Regions from separate parts of the Arachis hypogaea genome. Here region 1 is linked to region 2. The links are chromatin contacts, called in public Hi-C maps. All regions are on one chromosome and are shown on one strand. The core of a region is the stretch at or near the end of the contact, and the rest is flanking DNA. Distances in the headings are between cores, read along the strand shown.

What was found. A called contact is a pair of places that touch in the nucleus more often than the background predicts.
Region 1: a contact with region 2 is called in a Hi-C map of leaf, with 4 times the contacts expected there. The contact joins the promoter of LOC112709876 here to the enhancer-like site in region 2. A contact is called at or near these places in 2 of 8 Hi-C or Micro-C datasets (both in leaf).

What each region holds. Positions count from the first base shown.
Region 1 is chr9:2,482,769-2,489,148 of arahy.Tifrunner.gnm2.J5K5, forward strand. It overlaps LOC112709876 (putative disease resistance protein RGA3), which reads left to right and starts at 3,413. Exons shown (of 1, transcript XM_025761862.3): 1 at 3,413-6,367. The coding sequence starts at 3,413. The coding sequence ends at 6,367.
Region 2 is chr9:2,432,256-2,438,542 of arahy.Tifrunner.gnm2.J5K5, forward strand. No RefSeq gene overlaps it. Among protein-coding and RNA genes, the nearest start is that of LOC112709872, 14 kb to the left of the region's middle. Within about 2 kb of position 4,181, at least 1 of the 3 cell types and tissues checked has open chromatin away from gene starts, as enhancers often do.

The DNA.
Region 1 (6,380 bases), core at 2,163-4,662, 50 kb after region 2:
AATTTTGCAAAATGAGTGAAGTGGGGTTCGAACCCTGTCCTCAATAAGAAAAAACATGTCACAACCACCAGGCTATCACAGTTTTAATTATCATGTTTACAAATTAACCCTGTCCTCAATAAAAAAAACATGTCACAACCACCAGGCTATCACAGTTTTAATTATCATGTTTACAAATTAATATATATATAAATATCTTTTATCAAATATATTTACTTCTATTTAATTTATTTTAATTTTAGTTATAAACTCATTTATTTTTAAATTAATTATATTTTTATTTAATAATAATTATAAATTCACTATTTTTTTTCATAATTATATAATATCTATTAATATTATTTTTTAATAAATATTTGTAGTATATAATAATATAATAGATATAAATTTATTAATAAATTATTAAATTTTGAAAATAATTATTATTTTAATATAAAAACAAAATAAAATATTTATGATACATTAAAATTAATAAAATACTTATTATTTCTGTTTCATATTATTTTAGAATAGTTGAATATTCTTAAAATGTTAGTAAAAATATGTATTTTAAATTTTAACTTTAAATTTTTTATTATTTTTTATTTTTTATTTACATAGGATCGGATTAATCGGTTCAATCAGTAACCCACTAGTTGAACCAATGATCCAATAACCCAATAACTTAATCGGTTCGATCACCGGTTCGGTTCTGACAACTATGCTTTATAATCACGCTCATCTTATAATACAATTCAAATATTGAGTTTCTTCTCAATAATTAAAAGGACAAGCATTTATGGGTGTATGTACAAAAGGAATCTCTGCAATCTGCACGGGCTATGAAACCATATTTGGTGAGACATTCTACGATAACAATAATAGGGGGTTTCCATCTTTGCAACTTTGGTCATACCAAACATCTTCACACCTCTCATCTCCAACCACTTGAATTGTCATCAACACCCCTACATAATATCAAAATATTTTATGTTTCAATAGGTTATATTATATAGAACTTGGAAATGATTATATATATAAAATTTTAATTGAACTAATACTAAATATTGGAGGAGTAAATTTCACTTTTAGTTTTAAATTATCATTTATGATATATAGTCTTACAAATATATTTATATAATCCAAAGTGAAATGAAATTAAAACTAGCATTGGAGATGCACTAACAAATTTTCCCCGCTTGGTATTTATAAAAGGTTAATAATGGTAGACATTGTTGTTGCTCCTTTAATATATCCATGAAGAATTGTCTTTTTAATATTTATTAGTCTGCATAGTAAAAAAAAAAAAAAAGGATTTTGCTAACATACTATTTAAGAGTACTTTTTAAAAATAGTAAAATGAGATTTTATTTGGAAGGTAAGATTTTAAAATTTTCAATAACATTAAATACATATTTCGTTGGAGTTTTCTTTCAGCACTGACTGCACTTTGCAATTTGCATTACAAATAATTTCTTTCCTACAGCCATCTTCACTGGTCAAAGCAAAACCAATCTCTAATCTTTGTCTTTCTTTCTTCTAGTTTTATGCACAAAATCTTCCAAGTTTTATGCCACTTGAGGTATTTAAGACTTTGTGATCTAGATATAAAGACTATTCCTGATATAGCACATGTTCTCCATGTATATTTGTGCTCTTAGTTTATACACTCCTTACTGATTTCTTTTTCTTTTCTTTATGTTGTGTATTTGCATAATAGTAGTCAAGTTATTTTTCAATATTAGTAGAAGGACATGAAGGACAAAATCAATGTGACCAAAGATGGACTCTTTTTATTCTGTCTCAACTCCTTGCACATTTCAAGTTTACAGTATTCCAAAATTTTCACTCACTTAAAGTATTCAGTGTCAAGGAAAGAGCAATCAATGAAAGAGAAGAGATGAAAAGAAACTGTTATTAAGAGAGAGTTGTTAGTTAGTTGGTGGTAGTTTGGTTCAGTTGAAGCAGTTATACAAGTTGGTCTTAGCTGGAGGCTCACCTAATATGAATATAAAAAGGAAGATTAAGAATTCAATTGCTGATCTTTTGCCGCAATTCAGTTCTGATCCAATTCTCTCTCTCTTTTCTCTTATCCAAATTCTCAGTTTCTTACAAACCAACATATCTCTCAAATTGGAACCTAAAATTAGTTACATACAAATTAACTTCACCTAATTTTGCACTTCTTACATAACTCCAGTATTAATATAAAATGGAACTGAAATTCATTCTAATTCAGAATTTCAATTCTTATTGAGTTATAGTTAATCCGCATCAAACAAAAGTTCATGAACGTTACTTAATTGCAATTCTCTAGTATTCAATAATTGAAGTGTTTTGTTTTTGTGCCAATTTGAGTGCGTGGGACCTCCAAACGTTATCAATACACTCTGAAAATTATTGATTTGAGACACACTAATTTTTCAGTAAATTAAAGTAATCCAAAAAGACAAGCACAAAGCAACAAGCAATCATTTCTTTCTTTTGACTGGGCAGCAGGACAATAATTGAAAGCAATTATTGTGGAATGAGGAATCTCATTGAATAAAAGCACGTGAATAAATGGTAGAAAAGATGGTCAACTTATTTTTAGTGAAAACTCAGGTACAGTTAATTTCATGTGAAGTTGATAGCTGAGAGTCGTTAAATGATTTGACTAAATTTTTATTTAACGGTTCTCAATTATCAACTTCACATGAAATTGACTACACCTAAGTATCTACCCTTATTTTTTCTTGGAGTTTTCTTTCAACGCTGACTGCATTTTATTTGCATTACAGCATATGTATTGCGGGTCAAAGAACTCACAACATAAGAATGTTGATCATGGTTACTGTCTCACTGATATATAAGCTACAAAGAACAGGCTGCATTTGTTTTTCTAACATAGTTTGATGTTTTCTTTTTATCTGTCTATATATAATCTTTACCTGATTCAAAATTAGTTACTTATGAGTTAACTTGATCTAATTTTGCACTCTTACATAAGTACGTGCTAATATGAAATACAACAAAAACTTCAATTCTAATTCAGCCTAAAAAGTTCAATTCTTATCGATTTTTAGTTAATCGTATCAAACAAAACCTGACGAGGATTACTGAATTGCAAGTTACAACTCTAATACTCAATAATTGAAATGTTCATATGGCTAAAAGAAAAAGATATCAAAATACTGTGAATGAAAATTATTGATTTGAGACAAATTAAAGTAACAACACAAGGACAATAATTTCTTTCTTTTGTCTGGGCACGAGGACAATAATTGTAGGCAAGTATTGTGAAAATATCTGTTAAGAATAATGGTAGAAATTAAAAGATGGTCCACTCACTTTTCTTGGAGTTTTTTTCAACACCGAAACCATTTTGCATTACAAGACAGTTCCTATTCACAATTCATTTGTTTCCCTTTCTTCGACTGTTGCATTTCTGAAAATGGCCGAGGCCTTGCTTGGAGTTGTGCTGGAGAAATTGACCCCTTTGATCCTGAGAGAATTTGCAGCCTTCTTTGGAATCAAGGAAAAGGCTGAAGAGCTATCACGGACTTTAGAACTAATCAAAGCTGTTCTTGATGATGCTGAGGAGAAACAGTGGTCAAATCGTCCTCTGAAGGTGTGGCTGCAGCAGCTTAAAGATGCAATGTACGTGCTGGATGATATCCTTGATCAGTTGCCTACTGAATTCTCTCAACTTGGGTGCTTATCATCTTTGAATCCAAAGAACATGATCCATCAGTGTCATCTTCGGCACAAGTTGAATGAGATAATAGGGAGGCTGAATGGAATTGCTCAAGCTAGGAGCAACTTTGATCTGAGACAAGGTGTGAGGGGAAGGCCAGTAGATGAATGGCGCCAAACAAGCTCAACTATCGCCCTTCCTCAAGTGTACGGGAGAGATGAAGATAAAAAGCAAGTTGTGGAATTTCTTCTTAGCCCATCACGAATGTCTGAGTTCCTTTCCGTCTATCCCATTGTTGGCTTAGGTGGTCTTGGGAAAACAACACTTGTTCAGCTGGTTTACAACGATCCTGACATAGGTAACAACTTTGATTTGAAGATTTGGGTGTGTGTTTCTGAGAATTTCACTATCAAGAGTATTTTGCGTTCCATTTTAGAAGTTACCAAAAAGGATAAGTCTGAGGTCATGGATATAGAAGTAATGGAGGTCAAAGTAAAAGAATTGCTACAAAGTAAAAAGTATTTATTGGTTTTAGATGATGTCTGGAAAAGAAGCCAAGAAATGGAATTGGGATTAACCCAAGACAAGTGGGATAAGTTAAACTCCGTATTGTCTTGTGGATCTAAAGGCTCATCCATTTTAGTATCCACTCGCGATAAACAAGTTGCAACAATTATGGGAACATGCCAAGCTCATCATTTGGACCGTCTATCTGATGATGATTGTTGGTCGTTGTTTAAACTGCGCGCATTTGGAGCTGACAAAGAAGAGCGTGCAGAGCTTGTTGCAATAGGGAAGGAGATCGTCAAGAAATGCGGAGGATCACCTCTTGCAGCACTGGCATTAGGAGGTTTGATGCAATCCAGAAGCACGGAAATGGAATGGCTTGAAGTTCAGAAAAGTAAGCTTTGGAGTTTACCAGATGAGAATGATATTATGCGTGTCTTGAGATTAAGCTACTCTTCTTTAACGCCAACTCTAAAGCAGTGTTTTGCTTTCTGTGCCATATTTCCCAAAGATGCAGAAATCATGAAGCAAGAATTGATTTATCTTTGGATGGGTAATGGATTTATTTCATCCCGGCCGAACTTGGAGGTAGAAGAGGTTGGCAACATGGTTTGGAATGAATTATACCAAAAATCATTGTTCCAAGATGTGAGGAGTGATGATTCTTCTGGCAAGATTTATTTCAAGATGCATGATTTAGTCCATGATCTTGCTCAATCAATTTCAGAGCAAGAGTGTATATGCTTGGAGAAACAAAACCTTAACGATTCTTTAAGAAATTCCCGTCATATTCTTTTTCACCGCATTGATAAGAAACAATTTAAGGAGAGAGCCTTTGAGAAAGCTGAATCCTTGCGGACATTGTATCAACTGAATTCACATGAATTTCCCTTCAGTTCTACGTTGATTCCGACAAATCATTCTCTTAGGGTTTTGTGCATAAATGATAGAAAGACACCATCTTTAGGGAGTTTAACTTGCTTGAGGTATTTGGAACTTCGTCGTTTGGATATAAAGAGCTTGCCTGCTAGTATTTGCAATTTGCGCAGATTGGAAATCTTGAAACTAACACGGTTGTCTAAGCTTCGCCGTCTACCGAAACACTTGACTAGGATGCAAAATCTCCGACATCTTGTCATTCATGAATGTGATTCTCTAACTGGTATGTTTCCTGACGCTCACAAATTAAGCCATCTGAGAACACTAAGTGTATACATTGTGAAATCAAAGAAAGGGCATAGTTTGGCAGAATTACATCATTTGAATCTGGGAGGAGGGCTTAACATCAAAGGCCTAGAAAATGTTGGGAGTATATCTGAAGCTGAAGATGGCTACTTGAAGGGTAAACAAGACCTTCGAGAATTAAGCTTGTCATGGGGCAAAAGTGGTAAGAGTAAGAGCAAGTCGATTGTTGAAGCAGAAGAAGTACTTGAAGCGCTTCAACCTCACTCCACACTCAAGCTGTTGAAGATAGAAGGCTATGAGGGAATGCATTGGCCAACTTGGATGGAAAACAATTCTGACACCCACAATTTAGTTTCTCTTGGACTTGAGGATTGTGGAAAGTGCGGGCATCTTCCTCCAGTGGGAAAACTTCCATTTCTGAAGAAGCTTGTGGTAAGTGGCATGGATGATGTGCAGTACATTGAGGAAGATGAAAGTTATGATAATGTGGAAGCAAGCCGGTTCCCATCTTTGGAGGAATTGCGAGTGAAGAGATTGCGAAATGTGGAGCGGTTGATGAAACGGGAAACAACACACATGTTCCCCTCTCTTTCTACCATAGAAATCACCGATTGCCCTAAACTGCAATTGCCATGCCTTCCAAGTGTTAAGCACCTCACTATTTGGAATTGTAGCGATGAGCAACTGAAGTCAATCTCTAATCTCAACGGTCTTAACCAACTTCGTCTTTATATAAGTGAGGAAGTGTGGTGCTTCCCAGAAGGAATGATGAACAACATGACCTCTCTTGCAACTCTGCATATATATTCTTTCAGAGAATTGAAGGAACTGCCATCTGACATCACAAAACTCACTGCTCTATCTCATCTACGCATCAGTAACTGTGGTAAGCTGGAGTGTCTACCAGAACAAGGTTGGGAACGCTTATCTTCACTTCGACAATTGTCAATTATTGAGTGTAAGAGTTTGGGATCCTTGCCTGATGGTGTTCGCCACTTCACTTCAATCTTTGATTATTGACGGCTGCCCAGAG
Region 2 (6,287 bases), core at 2,931-5,430:
TAGAATGTTTCTTTTTCATATTAAATGGATGTTTTTTTATATATTTTTCGAATTTGTGATTGTTAGAAGTGAATAGATTAATGTGAGAAAAAAGAGGAAGGTTTTTATAGGTTTTAATTAGGTTTACTTAATCAATTTAAAATTTTTTAAATTTTAAATTTAAAAAATTTAAAATTAATTAATTATTGATATAAATTAAAATAATTTTGTTTAGTTTTTGGCTGATAAATTTTTTGGTTCCTTATACTTTTCCTTAACAAAATGACTGATACTAAGCCTCTGATCTTTAAATATACACATACATTTTCTCAATATCTAATAAGTACTGCTTGTTTTGTGTTATAAATAACGTAACTATAAGATTGCAATAAATTATCGTGATTCATGGAAATGTTTGGTAACAAAAAAATTAGCTTAAAATAGTCATAATTTACCTTATTTAGCATTTATTAATTGTTGCGATAATTAATAAATACTAAATAAAACAAGTTCTGACTATTTTTTTTGTCTCCTTAGCATTACCCGTGATATATATGAACATTTAAAATTGGACAAGTACATTCTTTATTCAAGGTTAAATTATATAGTTGATCTCTACATTTTCAGTAAAATTGTAAATTGGTCTTTACACTTTAAAAGTTTGTAGTTGGGTCCCTAAAGAGAATTAAAATTTGCAATTTAGTTCCTACTGGTCAAAAAATGTTGATTTAACCGAATATTCTCATAATATGCCGAGAATATTCTATTAAAATAGAGAATATATTGATAATATTCTGTTAAATCAAATACTTTTTGAATGACGGAGACTAAATTACAAATTTTCATTATCTTTAGGGACTCAATTATAAACTTTTAAAGTATAGGACCAATTTATAATTTTACTGAAAATATAAGGACTAACTGTATAATTTAACTTTTATTCAATTACATAAATAATTTTTGTTCAAAACTCTTTCCAACATTATAAGTTGTTCTAATTTATTATAAATTTAATGATATTAATTTTAATATTTAGTAAATTTTCAACTTATAATAGAAAGAATAAAATTTTGCATCCAAGCAAAATACTTAACCAAGTCTAACAAGCTTTTATAACAACTTTTTAAATTACGCGTTTCTTTTTGCTTCTCCTTCTTCTTCCTCGTTTTCTTCTCCTTTTTCGTTTTCTTCTCCTCTTTCTACTTATTCTTTTTCTTCTTCATCCAAATTCGCGCACACAGTTTTTTTTCATTCCTTCTTCTTCTCTTCTTCTTTCTTCGTCTTCTTCTTCCAAATTCACACACGCTTCTTCTTTTTTAATGTAGCGTCTTCTTCTTTTTCTTCTTTTTTTTTCGTTATCGTCATCACCAATAACACTAATATTTTGCAAACATTTATATTGGTTCTGATTTTTTCTGCTGCTATCATTAAATTATTTTGGTTTATTTCTTAATTTGTTTCACTTCATTGTGTGTTAATTAAGATTCTCTTGATTCTACTGAGAAGTATTGACTACATTTTTTATTCCTTAAGTAATTTTGCTTTATTTCTTAGTTTAATTGATATTTATTTGGATATAGAAATGAATTTGATGTGTTTTTGTTAATAATTGACTCTTTTTGACTGTTTGTTCAAATTGGAACTAATTTCAATTCGTGTGTGTGCTAATTGAGGTTCATTCGATACTGCTGATAAGTATTGACAAATTTTTTATTCTTTAAGTAATGTCGATTCATTTTTTAGTTTAATTAATGTTCATTTGAAAAAAAAAAGAATATATGATAGCACATAAGAGAGTTGGTGGATAGTAAACCAAAAAATGAAAAATTCAGGAACTTTTTCGTTAATACACTGTATCTCTCTTACTCTTCTAGTGTATCTATGCATGTATGAACAATGTGAGCCTAGTGAGAAGTCTAATTTATAGAGAGAATTGAAGCATATCCTCCACGTATGGTAAGTGCTTTTTCGTAATATTTGTGATTAATGATATATAATAATTATCAGCAACATCAATTAACCTCAATTAACACATAAATGAATTGAAATTATTTCACAAATAAATCGAAATAAACTAAAAAATGAACCGAAATTATTTAATGATAGAACTCGAGAAAATCAGAACCAAAAAGATGTTAGTAAGGCTGGAAGTAAGCCGAGTTGAGCTAAGCTAGACCAAACTCAAACTCGGCTCACAAAAATTAAGCTTGGCTCACGGCTCGACTCATTAACAATTAAGCCTATTTCGTAAGCTCAAGCTCGAACGAAAGCTCACGAGCTAGCTCGAGCTCACGAGCTGGCTCAAATAATAGGAACATAATCTATAATTCTATATCAATAAATTATAACTTATATATATTAAAAAATAAATTTAATATATTATCTATCTATCAATTATAAATTTTTTATTTATGTCCCACATCAAAATTATATATAAAAAATTACTATAAAATTTTAAACAATTAAGAACATTAATATATGTAAAATTATATATATATATATATTATTAATACGCATATTCTATATACATTTAATCTATACTTTTAATATTATATATATAATCGAGCCAGCTTACGAGCTAATGAGTTGAGCTTATTCAAACTCAAGCTCGACTGATTTAATTTATGAGCTCAAATCCAAGCTCAAGCTTGGTTCACCAGCTCACGAGTTCAGCTTATCGAGCTATTAATGAGTCGAGTTCGAGCTTGTCACAACCCAAAATGAGTCATGACCGGCGCTCAGGAAAATAATCCTATAGCAAGCCTAACATACTCAAATATAAATTGAATAAGCAAGTTACAAATATTTTACAAGTTCTAAAATAAATAATTATATATTTTTAACAAAAAAATTAAAATCACTAAGAATGGTTAGATCCTGCTTGTGACATATGGAGCATATACTTCTAGGAAATCGACAAAGAATAGGTACTCATTGCAGACCGTTACTCTTGAATAGAAAGTTTCACATAGTCAAATATTTGTTCCTGAAAAATATTTTTAGAAAACGGGGTGAGTTTTGCAACTCAGTGACTAGACAATACATCTATAATCCACATGAGACCATATAATATTATTATCAAAGTAATATTAATTAGAAAGTAATAGTTGATAATGATAGGTGAATCAATAAGGGAGTTCTCATAGAGAAATCAAATCAAAAGTCCACACATGGGCGGCTCCACCTCTATGGGTAGCCCTTTCCTCTTATGTGTCCTAACAAAATAACAGATCTAATGTGTGGCCTACACGCACGTTAGGCTAGCAACACCTCTGCTAGCTGGAATCTGACTCAGATGCATCTAAGTTAACGTCATAACCACCGTTAACTAAGGTTTTCTAATACGAGCCTCCCAAACCAATTCAAAACATATAGTTTCAAATACAATAAATCTTTAATCTCTGAAATATAGGTATCGAATCAAATCAATCAGATAATACTTTCTTATCAGAAATATTTTCAAATCATATTTTTTCAATCATAAAAACATATTTCATAATTTAAAAGTGAGTGCCAACAAATACTTCAATATTTCAAAAGTATATATTCGAATAAAATCAATATTCTAAATTAATATAAAACTTTATCAAATTTATATATAGTCTCATTTAAAATTTTATAAATTTTATAAAAATAATTATTTAGCTATAATAAATCAATTATCCTAATCAAATCAAAATTATTCAATAATAGTTTTATAAATATAATTAAAAACTCATATTAGCTTAAACCAAAAGCTTAACGATTATAAATGTAAAGCCTACTCACAGCATGGTCCTAACGGACCAAAGAGACCAAACCCAGAGTGTCGAATTAAAAGGTACGAAACTGCGCAGAATTTGGATTCGGGTAGTAGCAATAACTTCAATTCTCATTGCAGTAACATCAACAACAGCCCTAGTAGCAAGGGGCAACAGCGAATCCAATAGCCCACGCTGGTTTAAAATTGAGCAAAGGCAGACAAGGACATCAAGCAGGATAGGACAAAGTGAATAATAGAGCTTTATGGCAAGACAGGGCAGAACAAGAGTAGTCTTACCAAAAGAAACAAGAGGATGGAGCATCAGCAGTTCTGGTGATCCCCACCGGCAAGGACAAACCGGCATAAATAAAGCGGAGCTAGGGCAAACATGTAGAGTTTTCAGCTGTGGCTTCCGGTGATGTCAGCTCGGTTCCCGGCGACCAAAGGCGCGGTGGTGCAGCCTGCAGCAACAGCAGAGGCATACCAGCTCCCTTCAGCTCACGCATCTCCTCTATCCCGCGATGGCAAGGTGACCCGACGGCAACAAGGACTAGCGCGACAAGGCTGGCGGCGATGGCGGCGCTCCTCACTCGTGCGAGCTCCCCCTTCTCCGCGACAGTCTCTCATCGGTCCTCCATCATCAGCAACGGCGCGGTGAGCGGCAGCGACTCCTGCTGGCGCGATCTCCCCCTTCTCCTCTCTTCTCTGGTTTGCACCCTCTCCTCTCTTTTCTTTCTCGATCCTCACTCTCTTTGCTTCTCTTCTCTGATTTGGGGGAGTGGGTGTGTGTTGGTAATTTAGGAAGTTAGGGTTAAAGTTTGGTTTGGGAAAAAAATGAGTAAGGGTATTATAGGAATTTTACATTCTACCCTCCTTATAAAAATTTTCGCCCTCGAAAATTGATATAATCTGCAAGACTTTACATGGTTTTAGTACTTTACCAAACATGAGAAAGAAGTATAAGGAGGTACAAAAGTTACAAGATAGGTTTCTGTTAAAAAATGATGCGGTTGACATTCACCGACTCACATTTTCTTGATAGCTCAGATGTACATAGCACTCTTCACTTCGTTCGTCATTCTCCTCAAAATACAATCTTACTTCATACTCTCCTTGGTTCTGTAGTATATATCCATGGAAGCAACCGGTCTTACGTCATGTCTTAGAATTACGACGTTCAAACTTTAGCATTGATAAGCTGTGTGCTAATGAACTCGTTTGCTATCTGGGAGGCGCACGTGACACCGAAACAAGCACGAGTTTACTCAAAAGGATTCAAAACTTAGAAAGAGAAGAGCAAACCTCGCAGATGGTGTTCGTATGAACGTGGAAGGATGCTTAAGACTACAATTAAGCAATGATGTACAGAAACAATGAAGTGTCCCAGAAAGAGAGTCAATTAAATCTTAACGAAAAAATATGAATCAAGAAATTTTGATAGAAACAATAAAAGAAAAGATAGTGCATTAGGTCAAAACAATTTTAAGTGGAATCAAAGAAGTACAAAGTTTACCAAAAGAAGATAACTAAAGTCAATGGCAATTTTTTTTTGTTTGAAAGATTTAAGTGAATGATTAGGAACACAATAAGGCAAGAAAAGAATCAAATCAAAAACTTTTTCAAAGAAGATCTGGAATAAGAATTCGAGAATACTAAAAGATATGATGTATCATAGTAAAGCAAGTTTAGATTACATCAAGGAGTTACATAATTCACGTAAAGGAATGCAACGTCAACACCTATGTTGTAGAGAATCTATGGGATAGCCAAAAGCACGATAAGATCGAGATATGCATAAGATGTAGGATATGAAACAAAATAATCAAATTTCATTTCAACAAGAATTAAAACAAGGAACTCCCGATATGAAATATAGCGGAATGAACGATAAATAAAATTACGCGGCACGATTATAGCGCATACTTCAACACAAACCATCCCAAGAAGAACACCTAACGTTCCCAAACTTAACGATTACCATTACTTAAATAAAAGAAATGAAAGAGTCTTAGAAGAACTATTTCTCGCAAGTTATAATTTCTAGTCCTCTGTATGCACCATGCTCAACAATCATACTACAAAATGTGACAATGTTAGATAGAATATAGATTTTTTTTTCAACAAAACTAGAAAGCGAACAAAACAAAACAAAGTCTAGCAGAACAATATCATCATAGCATAAGAGACTTTAGGGCATAAGCAAATGTTGAAATCACCGAAAAAGTTTCACCATACTCCTTATTCCATAACCATTCCTCATCAACATCATTATCAAGACTCTAAAAAGGTCAAAAATAATGAGAGTATTACAAATAATTGAGAATAGATTAGGAAAAGGACATAGATGTTGCATCCAAAACGAAGCTAGCATATATAAAAAAATAGTATCACTTGAAATTTTTTATTTCTAAACATCAACAACCATAACAAAATGAAATATTCAAATACAATCAATCAAAGCATACAGATAAGGAAAAGATTCAAAACAAGCAAATGCAACATATGATAAAATTCGAAATAAATGAACCAATTAAAAATAGGAAACTCATGAAAAGAAAGAAAAAAT